Linked DNA regions of Mus musculus: all the other regions are linked to region 4. Evidence: chromatin contacts called from public Hi-C and promoter capture Hi-C data. All regions are on one chromosome and are shown on one strand. The core of a region is the stretch at or near the end of the contact, and the rest is flanking DNA. Distances in the headings are between cores, read along the strand shown. Region 1 overlaps Nkain3 (Na+/K+ transporting ATPase interacting 3). Region 2 overlaps Nkain3 (Na+/K+ transporting ATPase interacting 3). Region 3 overlaps Nkain3 (Na+/K+ transporting ATPase interacting 3). Region 4 holds the start of Nkain3 (Na+/K+ transporting ATPase interacting 3).

Evidence for each region. Promoter capture Hi-C pulls out the DNA fragments that hold promoters and counts their contacts. A called contact is a pair of places that touch in the nucleus more often than the background predicts.
Region 1: a contact with region 4 is called in a Hi-C map of adipose-derived mesenchymal stem cells, with 2.1 times the contacts expected there. The contact joins the enhancer-like site here to the promoter of Nkain3 in region 4. A contact is called at or near these places in 2 of 39 promoter capture datasets (hippocampal neurons and stem cell-derived epiblast-like cells), 10 of 484 Hi-C or Micro-C datasets (adipose-derived mesenchymal stem cells, brain, cerebellum and 6 more), 2 of 115 datasets of contacts at active chromatin or transcription factors (embryonic forebrain and neural progenitor cells) and 2 of 9 other capture datasets (liver and pancreatic islet).
Region 2: a Hi-C map of pre-pro-B cells shows a contact between it and region 4, with 6 times the contacts expected there. The contact joins the enhancer-like site here to the promoter of Nkain3 in region 4. A contact is called at or near these places in 4 of 39 promoter capture datasets (the 3T3-L1 cell line, embryonic stem cells, hippocampal neurons and 1 more), 2 of 484 Hi-C or Micro-C datasets (both in pre-pro-B cells) and 6 of 115 datasets of contacts at active chromatin or transcription factors (embryonic forebrain, embryonic stem cells, forebrain and 2 more).
Region 3: a contact with region 4 is called in a promoter capture Hi-C map of hippocampal neurons, with 8 times the contacts expected there. The contact joins the enhancer-like site here to the promoter of Nkain3 in region 4. A contact is called at or near these places in 8 of 39 promoter capture datasets (the 3T3-L1 cell line, cranial neural crest, embryonic stem cells and 3 more), 5 of 484 Hi-C or Micro-C datasets (cerebellar granule neurons, cerebral cortex, embryonic fibroblasts and 2 more), 8 of 115 datasets of contacts at active chromatin or transcription factors (astrocytes, embryonic forebrain, embryonic hindbrain and 4 more) and 1 of 9 other capture datasets (adipose tissue).

The regions. Positions count from the first base shown.
Region 1 is chr4:20,639,025-20,641,724 of GRCm38.p6, reverse strand. All of the region lies in intron 1 of Nkain3 (Na+/K+ transporting ATPase interacting 3), which reads left to right. Among named protein-coding and RNA genes, the nearest start is that of Nkain3, 140 kb to the left of the region's middle. Within about 2 kb of position 1,319, at least 26 of the 459 cell types and tissues checked have an H3K27ac peak or open chromatin away from gene starts, as enhancers often do. A contact at or near this core is called in adipose-derived mesenchymal stem cells, cerebellum, hippocampal neurons and 1 more, where this site is marked.
Region 2 is chr4:20,588,018-20,590,717 of GRCm38.p6, reverse strand. All of the region lies in intron 1 of Nkain3 (Na+/K+ transporting ATPase interacting 3), which reads left to right. Among named protein-coding and RNA genes, the nearest start is that of Nkain3, 190 kb to the left of the region's middle. Within about 2 kb of position 1,352, at least 38 of the 459 cell types and tissues checked have an H3K27ac peak or open chromatin away from gene starts, as enhancers often do. A contact at or near this core is called in hippocampal neurons and pre-pro-B cells, where this site is marked.
Region 3 is chr4:20,525,700-20,528,399 of GRCm38.p6, reverse strand. All of the region lies in intron 1 of Nkain3 (Na+/K+ transporting ATPase interacting 3), which reads left to right. Among named protein-coding and RNA genes, the nearest start is that of Gm11872, 180 kb to the right of the region's middle. Within about 2 kb of position 1,424, at least 11 of the 459 cell types and tissues checked have an H3K27ac peak or open chromatin away from gene starts, as enhancers often do. A contact at or near this core is called in forebrain and hippocampal neurons, where this site is marked.
Region 4 is chr4:20,777,313-20,780,012 of GRCm38.p6, reverse strand. Nkain3 (Na+/K+ transporting ATPase interacting 3) reads left to right here and starts at 1,345. Exons shown (of 6, transcript NM_001290410.1): 1 at 1,345-1,751. The coding sequence starts at 1,698.

The sequences.
Region 1 (2,700 bases), core at 70-2,569, 140 kb after region 4:
AGTGTGGCTGCAGAACAGATTCTCTTTGGAAGGAGCCACTGACAAAGCATCCTGTGGGCTTGTAAGTCCGTGTAGTCAGATGGGGGATATTGGCAGCATTCTCTCAAGCTCTGTAACGGCAACAGGTCCCGTGTACCTAGGGGTGCAAAAGAGTAGAAGTGGGAAGTTAAGGGAAATTTGCTTTAAAAAGAAGGATGGCACCAAACATACAAATTTAGAAATATGTTTAGAAATTTGTATCATTATTACTCAGAAAACCTTTTCCTCTTTGTTAGGTGAGTTTTCTCACATTTATAATTTCCCTGTCAATCTTCTTATTATTTGCCGAGAGTTCCGGAAGGACCAATTTATATTAAATTGTCAGTGATCTATGAGGCACAGTGTGTCAATGCTGTGTTTGAAATGATAAATATAGAAAGTAAGCAGTGGGAAAACAGCTGTAATTTCGGGTAAAGAGTCTTTTTGACAGAGAAAATAAAGTGTAATACCAGGTAATACATAATGTCATTGTATTTGTTCTTACACAAGGCTTGTCAGTTAAAAGCACCTTAGCTATAACCATTGATTTTCTTGTATCCTAAAATAACAAAGGATATTTTAAAATGCTTTAAGGAAACCTGAAAATAGGTGACTTGTTTCTGTTATATTTTATTACCACCCAATGTTAACAAGGATTATAAAATTTCCTTATAGATTACGTAATTATCTGTTAAACTTTACTGGGAATTGCTGGAGAGGGGCTTATAATAGGAAAAGCATAATCTGTTCTAAAATAATTTTTGCTCAGTTTTATTTATTTGTAGTCATCCCATGTTATAACCATGCAGATATATTTTCTAGTGAAATATAATAAACAATTAAAGCACAATAAGGTAGCATGAAGTTAGCTGTGTGCTTTAACCTCTAAAAACCCTAATATGCCCATTCTTCATAGTAGCCTCAACTTTCTTCTCTTTAAAGATGCAAACATCCCTTGAACTCATTCATGAAAACAAAGATTCTGTGATGTAAAACGTTCAAGGGGATCCTTATGATGAGTGTCCACAGGCTTGACATAGTCAGAGACTATGAATCCCTGGGGAAGTACTTTTACTTTGTCTCTGAACAGTGTGTTGCCTTTTCAGCCAACGAAAAATTTAGTCTTGGAGCCCTTACTGCTTGGAGGAACTTCAAGAAGCATAGAGCACTCTTTTCTAGCCAAATAATACTTTTCAAACTACAGAATACATGCAGTGAAGACTAAGAATTCTGTGTTATCAGAGAAGACTGCAGAATGATTAAGATTAGTGACTCATATGACTCTGTGACTCAAGGGCTTACACATCAAATTAATCTGCAACAGATGCTGTACATTGGCATGATATTCAGTGCCTGCCATAAGACTGCATTTTCCTCCTGCTGTCTCTGATCTTTCGAGGGGTTGTGTCATGGGAAAAGAAACTATTTGAAGTGTAATGCATTTTGGTAGAGAAGATACAGCTAAAGTTAAACCCTTACCCTGGATAAATTGAAGTATGAATACATAGTTCACATTTTTTTTTGAGAATTTGTGTTTTTTGACCTGACTGTAAGAAGAGACTGCTTGGTCCCATGGTGTCTTACATTGCAGATAGTTCAACATACATTTACACTAGCTCAATCTTTTTGATCCCAAAGTAGATCTTCCATACAGGACTGGGGCTTGGCTACACCCTGCATTTGAGGCATTGTCCTGTATCTAAGATTCACTGTAAACCCACCATCCACAATTAGAGTAATGTCAGACTTTCAATTGCAAACCATTCTATTAAATTTCTTTAACCTATAAAACAATAGTAACAGCCTCTAGCAGATATGGAAGTCTAGATTTCCTATCTTGTTTATCAAATTATGAGTAATCATATTCAATCAAGTTTCACATTTGTAGCTTTTTACCTTAAGTTTCTTTAATGATAAATTTGGTCAATTAAATAAGTTGAACTAAGAGGAAGTAAAGGTCATCTGGTAGCAATATTTTAATGTATTTTATTATTTTTCACTATGCATTTGTGGGAAGAGGGATACTCACATAAATATAGGTAACTTCAAAGGCATAAACAAGCAAATGATTTCATGGTCATAGCATTGCAGCTATAATGACTGAAATGCTGAGTGCTGCTTACTGAGTTTAGGGCCCCTGAAAGAGCAGGGACATTCCTAACCACTGAGTCATCTTTCTGGTCCCTGGCTGATATCTTTGTTCCTTTTACTGTGTACTTTAAAAGTCTTTTATTTTTGAATATTAAATTCATCAGGACATGTGAGATGTATTTCTTACCATTTTATCAGTTCCTGGCTTTGATTTTCAACCTTCCATGCATTCATCAAGAATATCTCTATTTTCTGACAGTTTGTGTTCATTGTACAGTCACAGATGGGAGCAAGGAGGATCACCATCTGTCTTCATGGAGATTATGGTCCGTGTGAGCTTGATTCTGAGCTTGTGAACATAAAAAAGACAAGATCCAGTGCAGAAATGCATATAAAATAAACCTTTTTTGTCTGGGAGCAAATCCTGACTGAGTTTGCTTTCTATATCATCAAGCAGGAGATCCACTCTTCTGAGGAAAATCTGAAAGATGAACCAGTATAGTCACCAGCTCCAGGCCAGTATAAGCAACTTAACAAGGCACTACCCCCACCACCACACACACATAGCAACTCACAGAACCAAACACAAAA
Region 2 (2,700 bases), core at 103-2,602, 190 kb after region 4:
ATGAAAATGCACAATTGGTTGTTTTCAATGTCTGCCTTCACTAGAAAGCTCAGCTACTCATTTCAGCCTCATACCTCTGTCCTGGGCTCATCTTGCTCCCCCATAGACATCCGTACAGTTAGGGTGAAAACATACTCTAGAGAGCTGTTTGATAGAAGTCTAGATTTATTAACCTTTAAAAGTAGAAAATATGCTTCATGGTTGAACACAGTCATTCAGTATTCACTCCAGAACATGCATAGAAAAGTTCACAACACCTTCAGCAGAGTGGGTGGTGAGAGCTGACTGGGTCAGAGATATAGGTGTGCAATCTAGCAACCTATATAAAATTTTATTTCTTCTAACAAATGATCTGAATCATATAGCAATATATTAGTGTCTCTTCATCCTTGGCGATGATTACATAGACTTTTGTTCTCCTGTAAATGTCAACTTACATTGGGAATGTTTTATAAGCTCTATTTGTAATTATATGCTACTGTTTTTAGATGGAAAATCTTGTATGTAGTATAAAATACTAGAGGTACCTATAAAATAACTTTTATGTACATCTTTAGGTTTCTTTTGAAGAAAAATTTCTGTTTGAGTTAGAAAATCCAACATAAAAAGAAGAAAAGCACTTTTCTTTATATCAGCAAAGGCATGTGTAAGTGGTACCTTGTACCCCTGACTCACTGAGGTCAATGGTACACAGTTCAGGTAAGCGACTCATATGAAATAGGACGTGACAACCCATCCTGTATCCTGTAGTGTTTTGACACAAAGGATTCAATCCTTGTTTGAGAATAAAAATACATGGCTTTTAATGTTTTACATCAATTCAAAATGGAAGTGGGGATCAGCTACACAAAGCTGAAGATGCAGCACAAGAAGGCAATGCCCTGTTCTGAAACAGTAATACAGGAATCGACAACACACTGAGTGGGAGTCATAGGCAAGATGCTCTGTCTTCTTTTTCTCAGAAATAAGAGTAGCATTAGCATAGTGACAGTTGTAAGAGCAGTCAATGAAGTAACATAAAGTGTTTGGCATGTCAACGAAAGCTTCTTAACCTGGTATTCAATCACTCATAGCAACGGGCAGCAGGCATCCGATGCTCCATGACCACTGGTAACAAGTACAGAAAGACGCTTCAGAACCAAAGTGTAACCACTGCTGGGTAAGCAGTTCCAACACACCTGTAATAGAGGTTTGATGCTGCCATTTGTATTCCTGTACTTTAAACCATTCATGTCAGTATGTGCTTGCAGTGGAGGGTTCTGACATCAAATAAGCATTCGAAGCAGTGCTGCCTGGATGGTTGCTACCACTGCTCACTTCTGCTTTCTGACTCCCCTTTTATTCAAATTAAATACCACTTCCTCATTCAAAAACCCAGCCTTCTGCTGCTCTTCCTTCAGCTGTCAGTGTAGTTAACTAGCTCTTGGCAGGCCTTAGATTCTAAAGGGATTAGAGGATGGCTTGTAATTGGTACTGAAGTGCAGCAAGTAGCTTTGGAACGCGGCTAAGAATCTATTGTTTGGCCTTTGACAGTTTCTACAGCATCCAGGTTTTCATTCATCTGTCAGCAATAGAAAATCTTATTTGTTGCACATTCTTAAGTTAGAGCCATCATCGTTTTCATCCTGAACAAAGGAGGACTGTAAAAACTCAAAGAAAAACATAAAAAGGAAATGGATCTTATTGAAGCAAAAAGCCCCATAAAATCTGAAAAGGCCTTCTCCGTGGAAGACCTAAACCATAAAATTGATTCTTACTGCTACATTACCTTTAAAGGGGTCGAAATGAGAAATTTTGAGAGAAATGAGAGATTCTGAGAGAGTCTTTCCTATTTGTCTTCACCAACAAAACAAAGCTGGATCTTCTGAGATTGCATCTCAGAATCCCCAAGGGTTTGACTTCACCCTTTGTGACCATTACTCTTACTATTAACCTCCATATGCATTATTGCTAATCTTTGAACAACCTGACCCTTCCTTTAGGAGGAGCATAATCTTTGCATTCCTCTTCAGCCATCCCCATACCCTAGTATTAGTTTCTTCTTGTTAGGCACAAGTTTAGCAACTAAAAATACAAGGTACTCAGGTAAATTCACATTTCAAATAAATACGTATATTCCACATGCTCATGTGAATCCCAAAGGCCATATGTTAAAGGCTTAGACATACTCTGTAAGATTCTTGGCAAGTGGTGAAGCCTTAGGGATGTGGGTCTTCTAGGAAGTCTTTAGGTCATAAGCGGCATATATTTGAGGAGGATTTTAAGTGTAGTCTCCTTGTTTTCTTTTTGCTTCCCTGTTACCATGTGGTAAAAGGCTTTTTGCTTCATTGTGGACTCTACCATCATATGCCACTCATTCTATCTACCTCTAAAGTACCAAGGTTAACTGCACATGAAAAGAAATGTGTAGGTAATTTTTTCTTTATCAGTTGCTTATCTCAGATATTTATTAGAGTAGCAGAAGCAGTCACATCATGTAATATCAGAGATGTACTCTAACAAATACAAAAGTGCTTCTTGTATATTGAGGACACAAGCTTAGTTGGTACTTGTTTGATCTGGCAGCCCTCTTTTTTTTTTTTTTTTTTAATCATTCCTATCATTTGCATTTCAAATGATATCCTCCTTTCCAGTTAGCCCTCCACAACTTCCCTATCCCATCTGCATTCTCCCCTTCCTTTTTGCCTCTATGAGAGTGCT
Region 3 (2,700 bases), core at 175-2,674, 250 kb after region 4:
CTGGTCCTCCCTAACAGTTTCTGTTGCATCAGATGGAAGAAATATCTTCAAGGAGCATAGATAAAATTGTGGAGGTTGAGTTTCTTTCCATTTTGAAGTACTCGGAAAGGTTATCCATTTCCTATACGTTTTCTTTTTTTTTTTCTTTCTTTTCTTTTCTTTCTTTTTTTTTTTTGAGATCATTTAAAAATGTTTCTTATACTTGCAAACTTGATCATATCCTTGATCCTTGTTATTTATAATGGTAAAATTCATGAGTATAAATTGGTAGTTCAAGTACACAATTACATTTATAGAAATAAAAATTGTGCATGAAATTTTAAAATGCTTCAACTCTGAATATGAAATTATATAAAATGAAGACATAGTAATGCTTACTTGTGGTGTTAGTGGTGAAATAAAGGTGGGATGCTAGAATTAAAACCCGAGGTGGTAGATACCTTAAGTCTTGCCCTGATGATCCCTAAAATAAGCCACATTGTCGCCAAGTCATGAAGCAGATTGAGCTTTGCCCAGTTACTATGTTTCCCGAGACCTTTCTTGTTCTCTGATGATTACACTGCTTTGGACTTATCAGTAATCATTAAATTCTGTAGACATCCAATTACAATTCTTGGACTAGCTAAGCTATTTCATGGTGTCTAGCAAGCATTCACAGGATGCCTGAGTCTCAGTGAAACAGGGATCATGGGTGGGTAGAGTTGAGTGGCTTCCTGTGAAGGTTAATAACCACCAAACCTGGTGGGATGAAACAGACCGGTCGTAAAGACTACAAGGTGGTAAGAACGCTTATAAGCCGAACAGCTTGCTTGCTGGACTGACTCAAAAGCAGCTCTTCTCTTGCAATGTTGATTTGGTAAAACGATGGAGCCATGTCCACCCACACATCATTTATTAACTGGAAATTATGTAACCCTGATCATAATTAAAATGTAATTTTATTCCCTTAAACCAATGTAGGATGGTTCTGATCTGTGAACTGTAAAACTCACCAGGTTTTTCTTAAGATGAGGAGATGAACACAGTGAGTTCTATATATTAGCTCTATCAGAATTCCCTGGAGGGCTTGCAATACCACAGTGCTGTCCTCATTGCCAGCCTTCCTGCTGTGAGCTGGGAAAAACAGGCATTCTTATTCCTACCAGCATTTAGAAGAATTAGAGTTTGTTGGTGCCCCTGGGCCACATGTCAAAATGATTGGCCTACCAGATGCCTCTTTGCATAGCTGTTCCTCCCTGTCAGAGAAGTGCATCTTTTTTTATTCTAGGAATATAATAGCATCACTTGAATTATTTTTCGTACTTATACATTTCTGACTCTTTGAAAATGCCTAGAATTGTCCCAAAGAGAGTGCTCATAATCAGCTTTTCATGAAACACAGCTAGACAAATAATATCCTAACTACAGCAGATGTATAATTAGAATTCAAATTGATTTGTATGCTTGCTTTGCTTGTGAGTGGTATTATTTATAAAGCTTGGAATTGGACTGCCTTTATGGAGGCATTTCTGACATTCAGCTCAATGCTAAGTCATTCTTTGCATTAAAAATTGGTCCAGCTAACAAATGAGTATGAAATGGAATTGATACACTGTTTGTCTTATGAAAGTACACACAGCATATGAGCTGTGGTATTTCAGTCATATAAATGTGTTTTGTGTGTACATGTTTGTGTGTGAGTGTATGTGTGTATAGCTTGCTTGTGTATATTTACATATATATGTATATACACATAAATAGATATTTAATATATTGTATTCATATATATGAATATATAGTACAGCTATGCGAATCTATTATGTGCATACTAGGTGTTCGTTTTCCTCTGATGGTAATATACGGTCTTTCTTTTAAGGGATGAGGGTATCCCAACTGAATGAAATTATTGAGTACCTTTCTCATTGGGTGCTGGACAGCAACAGTGTTCCTATTTGTCCTAGGCAGCATATTTAAGGAGATTGTAATAAGGACCTAAAGAAACAAATTCTATGATCATGGAGGTCTCTGGAAAAATAAAATAAAAAAACATCATTCTTGAGACATTTGCTGACTCTTCTTGACTTTTAGGTTAAATTATTTTGACAAAAGGAGTTAGAGTACAGACTGTTTACTACCCATATTCTCTGAAATGATATTTAAATGGTATTTTCCCCAAGCTGATACGTTCTTATGCACAATTCAAACAGCCATTCAGTTATAGTAGAGCAATCAGTGTATAAGCTATGCTAAAACTAATCCAGTATTCGTAGACTCTCTGTTGGATACTGCTATCAAAACTGAGTCCTGTCCATCTCATAAGGACAGGACATACATATGAAACAAGAGAAACTTACAGATTGGATTCCTGCACTATATTTCAGAACCTGGAACAAAAGAACAAGTTATATTGTGCATTGGAATCACTTGGAATCACTTCTGAAAAGGGACATATTTTTTTTTATGAAGATAACACTCTAACAGGTCTACCAGAATTATAAAGCACTGTGTAAAAAAAAAATGGTTGATGACTAACTACAGAGAGGCTTCTCCATACTTTCTATATAGGTGGGGCCCAGACTAGAAGTACAACTAGAAATAAAAGCTAAAACATTTGTATTGAAGCTGTGATTGATAAGTCAATGCACTAGATTTTACTGGGAATGCCAGCAGCACTTAATAGGTGTCCTCATTGATTACAATCCCACTACATATGGTTGTGAA
Region 4 (2,700 bases), core at 96-2,595:
TGTATGTTGTAGGAATTACAAAGAGCAGGACATAAAATTGCAAGAGAAACAAAAATCCAAAACTAATGTCTGAATGGGTTAAATACATACTCTTGCCTTTTCTCTCTTTATAGACCAGGGTATCCTTGAACTCAGAGAGATCAGCCTACTTACGCCTCCAGAGTGCTAAGAGGCAAGAGACACTTGACCTAGCCTTCACTTTTTCTTAACTTATAAACCAAGAATCTACCAGGAGAGCAGCAATAGGTTAAAAACCGTGTTTCCAGCCTTGTTCCTCTTTGGACTCAATTTGTCAAGGGTTTATTTTTGATTCTTTTCTTTTCTTTTTCTTTTTCTTTTTCTTTCTTTTCTTTTCTTTTTTTTTCTTTTTCTTTTTTGGTTTTTCGACTTATTCCTGATTCTTGAGGAGTGATTTAGCTACAGAACTCCTGGGCTCTGCTCTGTTCATGTGAGGGTAGTCAGTTTCTTTAGAATTCGTGGAGAGTTTGTTTGGTATCTTAAGTAACTAGAATTAGGTTTTACTTCTAGGCTCCTCTCACTTTTTCTCTGTCCAACTTCTTATTTGTGTTTATTCTAGAAATATCTCATTATTATTAAAAGGCCCTGTCTTTTCCTTGTCAGTGTCTCTATGAAGACTCCCAAGGCACTCCAAATTAAAGCCTTAAGTCAGTTTGAGCAGTGTGTCTAGTCTCTGGGCTCTTGGGGGAACATTAAGCTCTGCTGTGACCCTAGGCAACTTTTCCTAGAAGATTCCAGCAGGGGCGCCTGGTGCGAAAAATGTCATCTCCGCTGACCTGGGACCCAGAGTCTTGGGTTGAGACCCTTATTGATTGAACCACCTCTTAGCGCCATGCCAGTGGCTCAGTCCACTGCCCTACCTTGGCCATTCATTATGTAGAGTGCTTTCACGTTGAGTTCCAAGTCTCTTGGTCCTTCCTCCCCACACACCAAACAGAACATGTACCTCTCCAGGGCAGCGTGGGTAAACCTAGCTCCAGGTTTTGCAGTAGCTTTCACCCACTCCTCACACCCAGAAAGAAAACCTACAGCTTATGACTCCACAATTGCTCCGTGAGCCTAGGCTTCAAATCCCTGGGGGCCTCCCAGATTCAAGCTCATTCACATTCAATCTCATCCTCCCACAGTCTCTTTCTCTCTCCCCAGACTCCTAACAAGACAAGACGATCCTCCCCAGAGGCGCTCTCTTTCATTCATCCCCTCCCAACTCACACACACACACACACACACACACACACACACACACACACACACACACACTCGCGTGAGCACACACTCTCACACACCGACCCAGACAGCCCACCGCACTTTCCAGACACCCACCTCCTGCATACTCCCCTCCCCTAAAAGACATTCACCCACTCACCAGCTGTAGCCTCTTCCATCCCCCGCCCTCCGCCCGGCTCCCCCTCCTCAAGAAGCCGACCCTCGCGCTAGGAGGTAGGGACCCCTGGCAGACGCACTGCACGGGCGCGCCGCGCTGACCTCCGCCCGCCCTGCACGCAGATTAACAAAGGCGACAGCGAGCCCCAGTCCGAAAGCAGAAAGCCGGCCGCGGGGTCCGGAGCCTGCGCCCGGTCAGTCGGGGAGAGAGCCGCGCGGGCTGCTCTGAAGTCGCAGGATACAGCCGGAGCTGCCAGATCTCTCTCAAGCGGCGCTGCTGGGACGCTGGCCGCACCATGGGCTGCTGCACCGGGCGCTGCTCGCTGGTCTGTCTCTGCGCACTGCAGCTGGTAAGTGCCCAGTGCGTCCGGGTCTGGAAACAGCCCGCTTTTCGGACTGGCTTGTAGGGCTCTGTCCCTGGATCCGAAGCTCCCGGCTAAAGACCGGTGAGCCGGCAGAGCGCATCAGAGGGATCCCCCACCCTCTCTGTCCCTTCCAGGTTATCTGTGCCTCCCGCCTGGTAGCTCTTGCCCGCAGGAGGGCGCGGTCTCACTTCTGGTCCCACGCGCTTGGGTTCACTGCGCCCCCACCCGGCATCGCCACGCGGTCGGGGGCAGCTGGGGTGGCGTTCCAGGAGAGAGCATTTTCCCCGCCCCTCTCTTGGACACCTAGCGTGTGCATCCTCTGCAATTCTGCTTAAGTTATGCCTGGGTTTGGAGCTTGCTCTTATTGGGACGGTTTTCTGGAGATAGGTTCTTGTTTGGTTAGAAGGTGCTTGAGGGCAGCTAGTTACTGAGAGAGCTACAATCTCACCTCTCTTTCAGTATCTGGAAGGCGATCGTAGAGGAGTGGAGTACTCCAGGAACATGTGGTTGTGCTTGGGAACCACAAGTTCAGCCTCTGCCTTTTCAGTTCCTCTTTTGATTTTCTTGAAATGCTGCGTGCTCAGGATGCGACGGACTGACAGCTGTCTTTGGGGAGTGAACAGAGCAAAGAAGGGAACCCGGCTTCTGTTTGGCTTGGCCCCTTGCCCAGGGAGTGAGTGGAATAGGAAGTTGGAAATCAGGGTGCAAAGATAAAAGACCTTTCTGATTCTATGCAAATACTCTGGGTCCTATTGTCATTAGGATTGATTCTGTGGTCTGTTTCGTGGTTACCAGAAGTCAAGGCTGCAATCTCCTGTGCTAGACTTTTGTGAGTGAGATTCATAGTCTTTTTTTTTTTTTTCCCTCCTAGTTCAGGGAGCAGACCTTGTAGGCTCCCCGCGGCACTTCCTTTCTTTGAAGCATTGCGTTTGTT